Regions from separate parts of the Mus musculus genome. Here all the other regions are linked to region 1. Evidence: chromatin contacts called from public HiChIP or PLAC-seq and Micro-C data. All regions are on one chromosome and are shown on one strand. The core of a region is the stretch at or near the end of the contact, and the rest is flanking DNA. Distances in the headings are between cores, read along the strand shown.

Region 1 (2,582 bases), core at 56-2,555:
TAGATTGGTAAATTGTACGCCTACACTTTGAGATAAGCCCTGATCTCAAGCCCCGGAACTCGAGGCTTCCACCATATGACCTGTGAGAGCCAAATACCAACTTCTTGTCCTAGTGACTTGGAAGTGGGAAAATAATGAGTGTTATTGCTATAAAGAGGACCAAGCTTATAGTAGATAATGACCATCACCTTGGACATTACACATAGAGAAAAGTGCAAAACACATCAAAGTTGTGACCACCCCAGGAACCAGATTCTCATTTCATTCTTTTTTTGTTTATTTATTTATCTGCCTAGGAATTCCATGATAACTAAAGTGATGACATTTGTAATGAAAGGATGGTATCAGCCTGGAATTCCTGCTGTCAGGATAAATAGAAAATCCTTTGCTATTTGATTGTCTGGGATGAAATTAATCGCTCCCCATAAATATCGAATAAAATGATCTGTTTGTTCTAGGAGCAGCTGGAACAATCTTCTGTTTGCTTTCTCCACCCTCGTGCTTATCCTTCTCCTCAGAGTAAGATGACTAATTGGCTTAGCAAGGTCATGAAGTCACATGCTCTCCTTTCACACTGCAAGAGTCCTACAGACCCAGTTGGTGTGCGTGCCATGTCGAGCCTGTCCTGGAGAGTAAGCTGCCCTGTGCTGGGCACTGTACTGATTCCTCCTGTTTTCTTACAGTTGGTGGTCTGGGTCTCCTCCAAGCACTGGTTGGAAGCCTGAGGAGAAGGCCCTGGAGGGGCTTTCCACTTGTATGGAGACAACTCTCACCATGTTCATCTTCCTAATAACCAGGCCTGAAATACAAACATGTATGCAGGCGTGGGCCAGTTCCCCGAAGAAACAGCCCTCTCCACATTAGCCTTTACTCCTTCTCCCCTCTGGTCCTTTTCTACTTCCAGTGCAGTAATATTAAGACATACTATGAAGAGTAGAGTTGCTTCCTGTTGACAATACATGCATATATTTAGATTCTAACATTATAATAAATCTTATCTGGTTTTATATACTCCAAATATTACCATTCTTAGATACAAATTGCTGAGATATTTTAATATTCTTATGTTTTGTACAAAGTCTTCAAAATCCAGTGTGTTCCAATGCCTTAGTACTCACTAATAGCACTTGACAAGCTTAATAGCCACCCACATATGGCAGTTGGCCACTAGACTGGCCAGCATACTTCAGATAACAGAAAAACCCCAAAAAGTTTTTATAAAACAACTGTACATGGTTAATGAGAGAAGAAACAATAACAAATCACTGCCTATGAATACAGATACAAACAACCTAAGCAAAAATATTTTCCAATTGACGTCATGCCACATATAAGAACCTAAGAAACTGGGCTAGAGAAATAGCTCAGTGGTTAAAAGAACTGATTGCTCTTTCAGAGAACCCAACTTTGATTTCCAGCAACCACATGTCAGCTCCCAACCATCTGTAAATCTAATTTTAAAGCAAACTGTGGGTCATGACCGCTTTGTGTATGTGTGTGTGTGTGGGGGGGGGGGGGTGTCAAAGGACCTTTTTACAAGAGTCATATATCAGATATCCTGCATATCATATATTTATATCACAAGCCATAACAATAGCAAAATTACAGTTATGAAGTAGCAGCAAAATAGTTTTATGGCTGGGGATTCACCACAACATAAGGAAATGTATTAAAGGCTATAGCATTAGGAAGGTGAAGACCACTGTTCCAGAGGATCTGACACCCTCTGCTGGCTGCCGAGAGCATTGCTAAAATGTGCTGGACACACATAATTATGGACACAGCTATAGAGATAATAAATACATAAATAAATCTAAGAGAGATTACCTAACACCCTAACCTTCTCCTGTAAGTTCCACAACATTTTATAAAATCTGCTAATACTTTGAAAGTCAAGAAACAGATAATTAAAGTACCAACTTGTATTTCTAAATCAATATGGCAGGTAGTGTAGTTTGGTGGTATAGCATATGCACAAGGCACTGGGTTAACCATCACCAAATGAATAAATGAAACTCTAAGTCATTAAGGGAAAACCACCCATAACTGTTTTTGTTTGGTATATGAAAATATGAATCCTGAGAAACAGTGAAAGCTGCTTCCATATAACTATTAGTGGAAATGTCACAGGTAACAAATGTGACTAGAATGCATTAACAAAGTGACACGTCCACCCAGGAGGCTCCATTTTGAGACAGAAAGTGGGTCACCTAGGGAAATTAACTCTTTCACCTGAGCTTCTGTGAAACTGACCTCCATGGACTTTCCTGCTTCTCTGCCAGGAAGTCAAACCCAAGAGGAGCTTTACAAACAGGAACTACAAAAGACACGGTCAACAATACGCTCCCCAGAGTCAGCTGCATCTGACTCTATGAGGATGGAAAGCCTGTTCTACGTGTTGTGACCTTATAGTGGGCTGTCCCACTTCTAAGGGGTCCCTGGGCCTACAGGTCTTATAGACTCAGATCAATCTCTGGAAGGCTTTGAGCCACCAGCAGCCCTACAAAGGAAGTATGGAGTAGATCCTGAAAGAGGCTTTGGGGAGGAGCTCTATCAGTAACTCCTGTGTCCAAGGAGCAAAG
Region 2 (2,582 bases), core at 52-2,551, 370 kb before region 1:
TGTTTAACCTCTGGTGGGGGACAACATGGCCAAGGAAGATGGTGTCACCCTGGGGTGGCCAGCAGTCTGTATGGATATTAGGTGTTTCTTCTCTTAAGAAGAAACAAAGAGCTAGTTAAGAAAGCCCAACATGCTTTGCAACAGCATTTTTGGAAAGTAACCAATATAAATAAATCAGTAAATGTAAGGGACCTGTATCAGCTCAAGACACCCCAAGACCAAGTTCTCAGAACAAAGGAAATTTATTTCCCCCAGAGGAACAAAGAACGGGGAATGAGGCAAAGACAGGAGAGAGTAGGTGGGCAGAGAGAGGGGGAAGGGAACAGAAAGAGGGGAAGGGTTATTTGTCCCCAGAGTGGGGAACAAAGGACTGCCTCATGATAGATAGAGAGGAGAGAGATATGCTTCGTAGGAAAATGGCAGTTCATAAGGTAAAGGAGGAAACCTGTGTTAGAATGAGATATTTAATTTTAATTGGGCATGTTACTTACGGTACCAAAATGGGGCTTCTGATTTCTGGTCTTCAATGCTTCTATAGCTGGACCTTGGTAGTTAGCCTTAGGAGAAGGATGTGACCAAATTAGGGAATAGAGCTTGGTGGCCATGTAATCTAGCAATTGTAGCAAGGAATAGAGAATGGGGGAGGGATGAGGTCTCCCAGGACCATATGTGCCATGCTCAAACTGGCTAGAGTCCCTTCAGTCAATAAGTAATTTAAGAAGGTAAGCATGGTTCACTGACACTCTTTTATAACATATGTGAAGAGAGACAAAGGCTGGCATGCCACTTGGAGACATAGCAAGATGTTAGAGAGAAGCTACAAAATTGCACCAAGAGGACAATGAGTGAGCAGAAAGACTGATGTGGGCAGGATCAGAGGCAACCTGGAGGTAGTGGAAAGGAAATATGTTCGGGAGGTGAAGAGGGAGCAGAAGATAGTAAAGAGACTTCCCAGTCCATCAAAAGGCAGTGGAGGAAGCAGGCCTGTAGTTTTTCAGACTGCACGGGTTGACGCTTGGCCACTGGCCACCCATCTCTCTCTTTCTACACACCGTCATGTGGCAATCTGTTGTAGAAACGAAGTGAAAGCGGCAGCCCAACTCAGCCCTCCTTTTCCTAAAGGAGCCTTTAGGAGAGACCAAGCAGATGGGAAGAAATGTGTTTGTCTCTTTCCTTTCTTGGACTGGACGTAGCATAATTGCCTCTGACTTCCCAGGGCATGAAAAGCTCTCACATTCCTCCCTAAAGGCCAAGCCATGGGCAAAGGCAGAGGCCACCCCTGGGAATGTTTGTGTTGTTAATTTTTTGTAGTTGAATCATATTGACAAGATTGTTTCCAATTGCTAAAACATGGTTGAGTAGTTCAGTGTCTTGGGGGAGGGTAGCATTTTTCTGCAATGACATCACATGGCTGTGTCACCAGTTAAAGGGCAAAGAAAATAAAGCAAGCAGTGAATTATGTGCAATTAAAAATGTGTATTTCTTCCAAAGTTGATGAACTATGGGGAAACAAGGTTGTTGTTACAGGAGACTCACGATGAACTTTACCGTCTAGCAAGTGATGGTCAGGAGCATCTCTTACAGCACAACCTCAAAACAAAAACAGTTCTGTTCTTAACTAGCATTTGTCATTTAGCCTAAGTGGGTTTTTGAGGAAATGTGGAAAGCTATAGAGAATTGAGACACACACGCAGGAAGAACACAATGCCAGAGGTTGGGAACGATACCACATGTCCAAACCATAGTTATATCCAAGCACCTTCTCCTGGGACATATTATATTTGTTGGGTTTGAGCTGCTTAGGAGGATGTTTTCCCAAGAACAAACATGTACATTGAAGCAGGAATGAGAATTAGTCCACTTGGGAAATTTTCTCCCAAGAAGCACACACACGCATACACACACACACACACACACACACACACACACACACACACACACACCGAGATTTAAGATTTCTTGAATTGAGCCCCACTCTTGCACCATGGGTTCTGAAGTTTGATCAAAAGTTTGCCGAGTGATAACTATGCTAAGGCTCATTTCTTTGGAGATACAAGAGATACGAGAGTGGAACAAAGATGGAAAATAAGAAAATGCTGGAAGAGAACCACATGATCCTCACTGTACAGTGGAAAACAGAGTAGCCTGGGAAAGGTGGAAATTGCAGGGTATGAAAGGATTGAAGGAGATGGTGCCACAATGTTAAATGGTCAAGCAGCTACTCCTGGTAGGTGACACCACTGTGATCCATGTTAACTACCCCCACCCCTAGTGAAAGGTGGCCACTAGTAACTACGGAAGTTTTCTGTTGAGTTACTTTTCCAGATAAATATTTCTAGAGTTGTTTTGTTTTCCAGATTTTGCAATAAGATGCTCTACTTAATTTTGCCCCAAGCCTACTGGCCATTGGCTACTGACCACCCCTCCCATCCTCTCCTCTGTCACCTTCACTGGTTTCTACCAGTGGTTTCTTTGTCTAGTATAGGCAGAATGCCATTGTCTCCTTCCTTCTATATGATTGACCTGTCTGTCTCCAGCCAGTCCTTAGCTTTTAATATCACATAAAAGTTAATGAATTCTGA
Region 3 (2,582 bases), core at 42-2,541, 300 kb before region 1:
TTGCTCAGTCTACCAGCTTCCCCTTATCTGAACCACTAGGGTGAGCTTTACAGTACTGCCTGGCTAGCCCTCTCAATACCACCAGTGAGAGGGAGTTGGATCAGCTCTCCTGTTCCCCTGTCCTCTGGGCCAGCTCACTAACACCTACACCACCAGAGCCAGCTTGTTGTGCTACCCAGTCCAGGTAATGGGCCCATTCTCCCAAGTTCTATAGCTGGAGAAGGCCTGGCCATTTCTCCCACTCTCACACCCTTGTGGCTGGTTCACCTATTACCCAGGTAAGGTGCAGGGCCCACTCTCTCTAGTGCCACAGTTGGTGATGAACAGGACCAATTCTCCTACTCCCATGACCTTGTGCCCAGCTCTCTGGACTACTACAGATGGTGAAGAGCAAGGTCTTGGAGAGCATCACACTCCTCTCTTCCCTCCATACACACCCACAGCATCTCATGGCTGATGAATAGCAGGGCCAGCTTCTTCCTATGCACTTTAATCATCTCTAGCTGTTTACATGAATAGCATGTGAATTCTATGCAAAAATTCTTGCCCCTTCCTTCCTTCCTCCCTTTCTTTCTTCCCTCTTTTTTCCTCCTCTATCTCTTTCCCCTCTGCCCTTTGCTCATCCTCTTGCCCATCCACTCATTTCAGTGTTCTTCCCTAATTCTTTCAAGAAATACTGCAACCACTGCCAGACACTTGAGAGTGGAAGCAAGATGCTGAGCAGACAGAGTGAGCCAACCAGAATGTGAGAATGGCATGAACAGAGAGGGCCAGGTTCCTTTCAGTAGATGATGGAGGAAGGTCTCTCTCAGTGGGAAGGTCTATGTAGGATGAGGCCTAAAACTGAGAGGGCTTAGCTATACCAAGACTAGGAGTAGCAGTCCAAGTAGAGGGAGCAGTATGTGCAAAGGCCCTGTGGTGGGAAACAGTTGAGTATTTCAGGAAGTAAATGAAATGAATGAAGGAAGGGGCATGGGTTATAGCCACAGACATGGAGGAAGAGAGATGACATCTTCTACATTTAAATTCTGTAGTATCTAGAACTGATTGAACCTCTTGCTTTTATGAGCCTGACCAGCCTACTCTATGGGTTAAAACAACAACAGCATCAAACCATGAAATAAAACACAAAGTTCTTAGGTCCCACTTCCAATTTTTGGTGGGGGAGGGGTTTTAATGAGTCTGTGACTAGTTAACAAGCTATGCAAACATAAGAGGCACTTACAGAGTCACTGTGGCTTGGGCACAAAGGGTCAGTGCTAAAGATAGACAGATTCAGGACTGCAAAGTTCTGAGCAAGGACTTTGCTTTAGCCTCTGTGTCATCTGGCGTGTGTCAATATACACCTTGGGCTCATTATGCACAGCAAGAGACTGGATGTCCCTGTGGCAGGAAATGATGTCATTTTGTATTGTTTTAAGTGCCAAATATTCTTTGGTAGTCAAAATTAAGTAACCAACTTCATTCCATAGCCTTCTGATTACCGATAGGATTGAAGACGCTATTATGCATGTTGTAAGGAATCCCTCAATAAACAAAACAAGGTACAATCTAGTTGGAAAGCTTCTTCGTCTACGTGGGTAGGGGATGCTGTAACATAGAGGAATGAGATACAGTGCTGGTGAAGTGTGTGAGTTAATTTTGTAACAAACGGAAAGTTAGATTTTATGTGCCTCAAGAGAAGTCATGGGTAACTTCATTTCCCTGCTAGAGAGTGCTACACCTCCTCCCAAGTCCTTGCTCCAGAAAAGTGTCAAGAATCTCATTAGGTCAAGTGAAGGGAATATCAAAGACTTAAAGTTATGGTATCAACTACTGTGGGCAGAATACATTAGAGGGAAATCAAATCAGTGAGAGAACATGGCTTCTGCTGCTCACATAGGCCTTTCCTATTCCCACAGCAATCCCTCAAGGTCAGTTAGAAACCAAAGCCAGGAAGTAATAAGGAACCAATGAACCATTTCAAGTCTGATGTCTGAAGAGGTATAATTGGGCACAATTTTCATGGAGCTGTGGGAAGTGGATTTCACAATGCATGCTGGAAACAGATTATTTCTGGTTTGTCCACCAAAATAAAATCAGTTTAACAGAGCCCTTACCATTAGTAAAATACTAGAAAAGGCTGCATCTTCCCAGGACCAGATGAGCTTCTGGCAAGACCCACAAGAAATGAGAGTTGAGAGATCCAGGAAGCCTGAGCAGAAAGGACAAGAAGGGGGCACTCTGTGCACGTGTAGCTGTATTCCTGGGAGTCTTCACAGTGCCCAGATTCACAGAGCACTGGTTTCTAAGGTGACTCAAAGGAGAAGGATGTGAAAATTATTCTTTCTAGCAGGGAGAAGGCAAGGTAAGGCAAAAGAGTGGGATCCTCTCAGCCTCAGTGAGCAATCTCCGCTGAAAGGTCAACACTAGAAAATGGCAGCTGCTTTGTTAGTTTGTTTCTGTCTTTAGATAAAATTCTGGGACTTACAAAATAGATGTCAAAATTTTTATTTTAGGACAAATAGATTCTGCTACTCTTTCCTTATGGACAAGTCTAAAAGATGTCTCTCAATTTACCATTATACTTGAAGGAAGTTTCC
Region 4 (2,582 bases), core at 58-2,557, 280 kb before region 1:
ATAAGAAGCAAGGAAATTGGAGTATCCATCAACACCATCCATTACTGGACATGGGCTATAGATAGGAGATACATTGTTATTCTGCTTCTCCACATTACCATATAGACAATATAAATATGTTCCCACAGTCAGAACAAGTGCACATCAAGGTGCTTTTGTTTATAGTAATGATTTCTCATAGGTGGTGTGCAAGGCTCCAGCAACATCTTTAGCAGGAAAACTATGTGCATGCAGCTATATGTGTCAACATAAAGATCTCAGTCACTGGAAAGCGGAAACAGAAGAGACATCTATTTTACAGAGTCACTTTGAAGGAAAGACACAGTTTTTTCTATCATCAACAACAATAGTGTAAATAACAGGTGTGTAGTTATTTTATCAGATGTTGTCAAGGCAACACTAGCTGTTTCTATGGCTGTTCTCTGAAATAAACATGCTCAAAATCAAGAACACCTGGGGCCAAATGTAGTAGAATGAAGGCAAGAAGTATTCTCACCACTCCTCTTTCTTCTCTAAGGGACATTCCAAGCTGCCACTACCTTCCCAACTGTTGGTCACCCCAGACATCATGGAGAGGCTGCTGATAATATACCGAGACAAACTTGGAAAATAGAGTTCCTCCATCAAAACCCTTCTATGCCATTCTTTAATCCTAGTACCTCACAAGTTGTCTACATTCTTGTTTTTTCTTACAACTTTTGAAGGTACAGTCATGAAGATCAAGTTGAGAAATGAAAGAGAATGGTACTCTGTGAGGGCATTGTGGGAGAAGAGGTTTTGGTTTTTGTTTTTGTTTCCTCTCTTCTCATTCCAAAGCACAAGAAACTTTACAAATTCATGGCTGTCTGTGGAGTTAATTGCAGTGGGGTCCAGTTAGATAAGGAATTTCTCCCTATTATTATTTGCCATGTGCAGCCCTACCAGAATCTAACGGTTAAGCCAGAGCTTCTGAATTTATCCATCCTTCCCAGTTAGGCTTTGCATTTCAAACTAGGAGGACTAGGAGGAGGAGGCACAGAGGAAAGGGCAAACATAATCTTGTCCAGCCAGTTGTACAGATGGAGGAGTGAGAGATTTGGAGAAATGGTGATTTTGATTGTTAGAGAATAAACTGAATTAAATATTAACTTCCAGAAGAAAGAATGATCTCTAAGTCTAGACATCTATATTAGTCTTAGGCCACTGTCAGCCCAGTTTTTTATCTCTAAAAAATCCTCAAAAGAGTAACCATGATCTCTTAGATGAGACTAGTAAAATGAACCTAGCTAGACACAATGACATTTCCCAGCTAGCTTGATCATGAATCACTCCTTTCTCTAAGGACCAACTTGATGTCTCCATGAGAACCTCCCATTTGCACCGCTGTTCATCTATCATTTGGAAATAAAAGCTGTTTGCTTCTTATGTGAGCCAACACATAGATTAAACTGATAAAGAAAATTACAAGATGAATAAGTGCAATTTACTTGTCAAATAGAAATGGCTCCTTGTTTTGTTGAGCTTCTCCCTGCAGGAAAGCTGTGGTGTTAGACCTTTGCAGGAGGACAAGGCTGGGGCCAGTCTGAAGGTAGTTTGAGGGCTGGCGGAGCCTACAATTATAATGGACTAGGAATTCCCTATCCAGCCAAAGAAAACAAGAAAGAAATCTCTCCGTATACTTTCCACTTTAATGACAGTTATATCACTGCAGTGAAGGAGCTACGAGGGAAAGTGAAACCAGCTTAGCCTGGAGCATCAGGATGCTGAAGTCTGTAGAGACTAAGTGCATTTCTTTCTTTTTTTTTTTTTTTTTTTTTTTAGGTTGCATTTCTTAAGTGAAGGAAGAGTATACTGTAAAGTATGTATGAATAATAAGGACTACCAAACAAACCAGAAATGCAGAAGAAATCCTTTAAATTACTAGAAAGCTACTGATGTGTGTACATCCATATACAAGGATACACAGGCATACACATGTGCATATACACATACAATGTATGTAGATCAAAGAACAGTAACATGAAACGAAAAAAGACAAAAGAACAGAAGAAAGAAAAAAACAAACAAAAGGTAACCAGGAGCAAATGAAGGAAAGGAGAATATTAGGGACAGATAAACAGTCTCAAAAGTCAAGCTCGGAACACGTGAAAATTAAAATATAATGTTCCATCAGTACCACACCAGTGTTCAGATGTAGTAACACTGTGTGTCAGATACCATGCCTGTTAGAAGAAAGGCTTGCCTAGTGAGGGGTGCACAGGAGGACCAAGAACAAAGAATGGTGATTATGAGCCAGGAGAATAATAGACAAAAGGAATGTCAGAGTGCACTGTGTATCAGACTACGAAGCTACGTCAGAAACTGATAAACTAGGGTGAAGAACAACAAACGCTAACACAAATGTACAATGACCATACAACTGCATCTTATCACTGTTCCCGTTAGCTTTCCTGTAACCATAATAAACACTATGACTAAAAACAACTGAAGGAGGAGTTTATTCCAATCACAGTCTGCCATTGATGGAAGTCAGGGCAGGAACAGAGGCAGGAACCATGAAAGAAATGTTGCGTAGTGGCTTGCTCTTCATGGCTTGCTTAGCC

Evidence for each region. HiChIP or PLAC-seq counts read pairs in DNA pulled down with a chosen protein or histone mark. A called contact is a pair of places that touch in the nucleus more often than the background predicts.
Region 2: a Micro-C map of the HL-1 cell line shows a contact between it and region 1, with 2.3 times the contacts expected there. The contact joins two enhancer-like sites. A contact is called at or near these places in 1 of 15 datasets of contacts at CTCF or cohesin (the NIH/3T3 cell line), 9 of 484 Hi-C or Micro-C datasets (the HL-1 cell line, adipose-derived mesenchymal stem cells, embryonic fibroblasts and 3 more) and 5 of 115 datasets of contacts at active chromatin or transcription factors (the NIH/3T3 cell line, embryonic fibroblasts, fibro-adipogenic progenitors and 2 more).
Region 3: a Micro-C map of the HL-1 cell line shows a contact between it and region 1, with 2.3 times the contacts expected there. The contact joins two enhancer-like sites. A contact is called at or near these places in 7 of 484 Hi-C or Micro-C datasets (the AML12 cell line, the HL-1 cell line, adipose-derived mesenchymal stem cells and 3 more) and 1 of 115 datasets of contacts at active chromatin or transcription factors (acute myeloid leukemia).
Region 4: a CTCF HiChIP or PLAC-seq map of the NIH/3T3 cell line shows a contact between it and region 1, with 6 read pairs. The contact joins two enhancer-like sites. A contact is called at or near these places in 1 of 15 datasets of contacts at CTCF or cohesin (the NIH/3T3 cell line), 4 of 484 Hi-C or Micro-C datasets (adipose-derived mesenchymal stem cells, cortical neurons, embryonic stem cells and 1 more) and 3 of 115 datasets of contacts at active chromatin or transcription factors (extraembryonic endoderm stem cells, fibro-adipogenic progenitors and trophoblast stem cells).

The regions. Positions count from the first base shown.
Region 1 is chr2:148,570,631-148,573,212 of GRCm38.p6, forward strand. No RefSeq gene overlaps it. Among named protein-coding and RNA genes, the nearest start is that of Gm46770, 9.8 kb to the left of the region's middle. Within about 2 kb of position 1,306, at least 24 of the 459 cell types and tissues checked have an H3K27ac peak or open chromatin away from gene starts, as enhancers often do. A contact at or near this core is called in the HL-1 cell line, the NIH/3T3 cell line and pancreatic cancer cells, where this site is marked.
Region 2 is chr2:148,196,535-148,199,116 of GRCm38.p6, forward strand. No RefSeq gene overlaps it. Among named protein-coding and RNA genes, the nearest start is that of Gm36597, 27 kb to the left of the region's middle. Within about 2 kb of position 1,302, at least 51 of the 459 cell types and tissues checked have an H3K27ac peak or open chromatin away from gene starts, as enhancers often do. A contact at or near this core is called in the HL-1 cell line, the NIH/3T3 cell line and pancreatic cancer cells, where this site is marked.
Region 3 is chr2:148,272,865-148,275,446 of GRCm38.p6, forward strand. No RefSeq gene overlaps it. Among named protein-coding and RNA genes, the nearest start is that of Gm36597, 100 kb to the left of the region's middle. Within about 2 kb of position 1,292, at least 6 of the 459 cell types and tissues checked have an H3K27ac peak or open chromatin away from gene starts, as enhancers often do. A contact at or near this core is called in the HL-1 cell line, where this site is marked.
Region 4 is chr2:148,288,899-148,291,480 of GRCm38.p6, forward strand. No RefSeq gene overlaps it. Among named protein-coding and RNA genes, the nearest start is that of Gm39957, 100 kb to the right of the region's middle. Within about 2 kb of position 1,308, at least 18 of the 459 cell types and tissues checked have an H3K27ac peak or open chromatin away from gene starts, as enhancers often do. A contact at or near this core is called in the NIH/3T3 cell line, where this site is marked.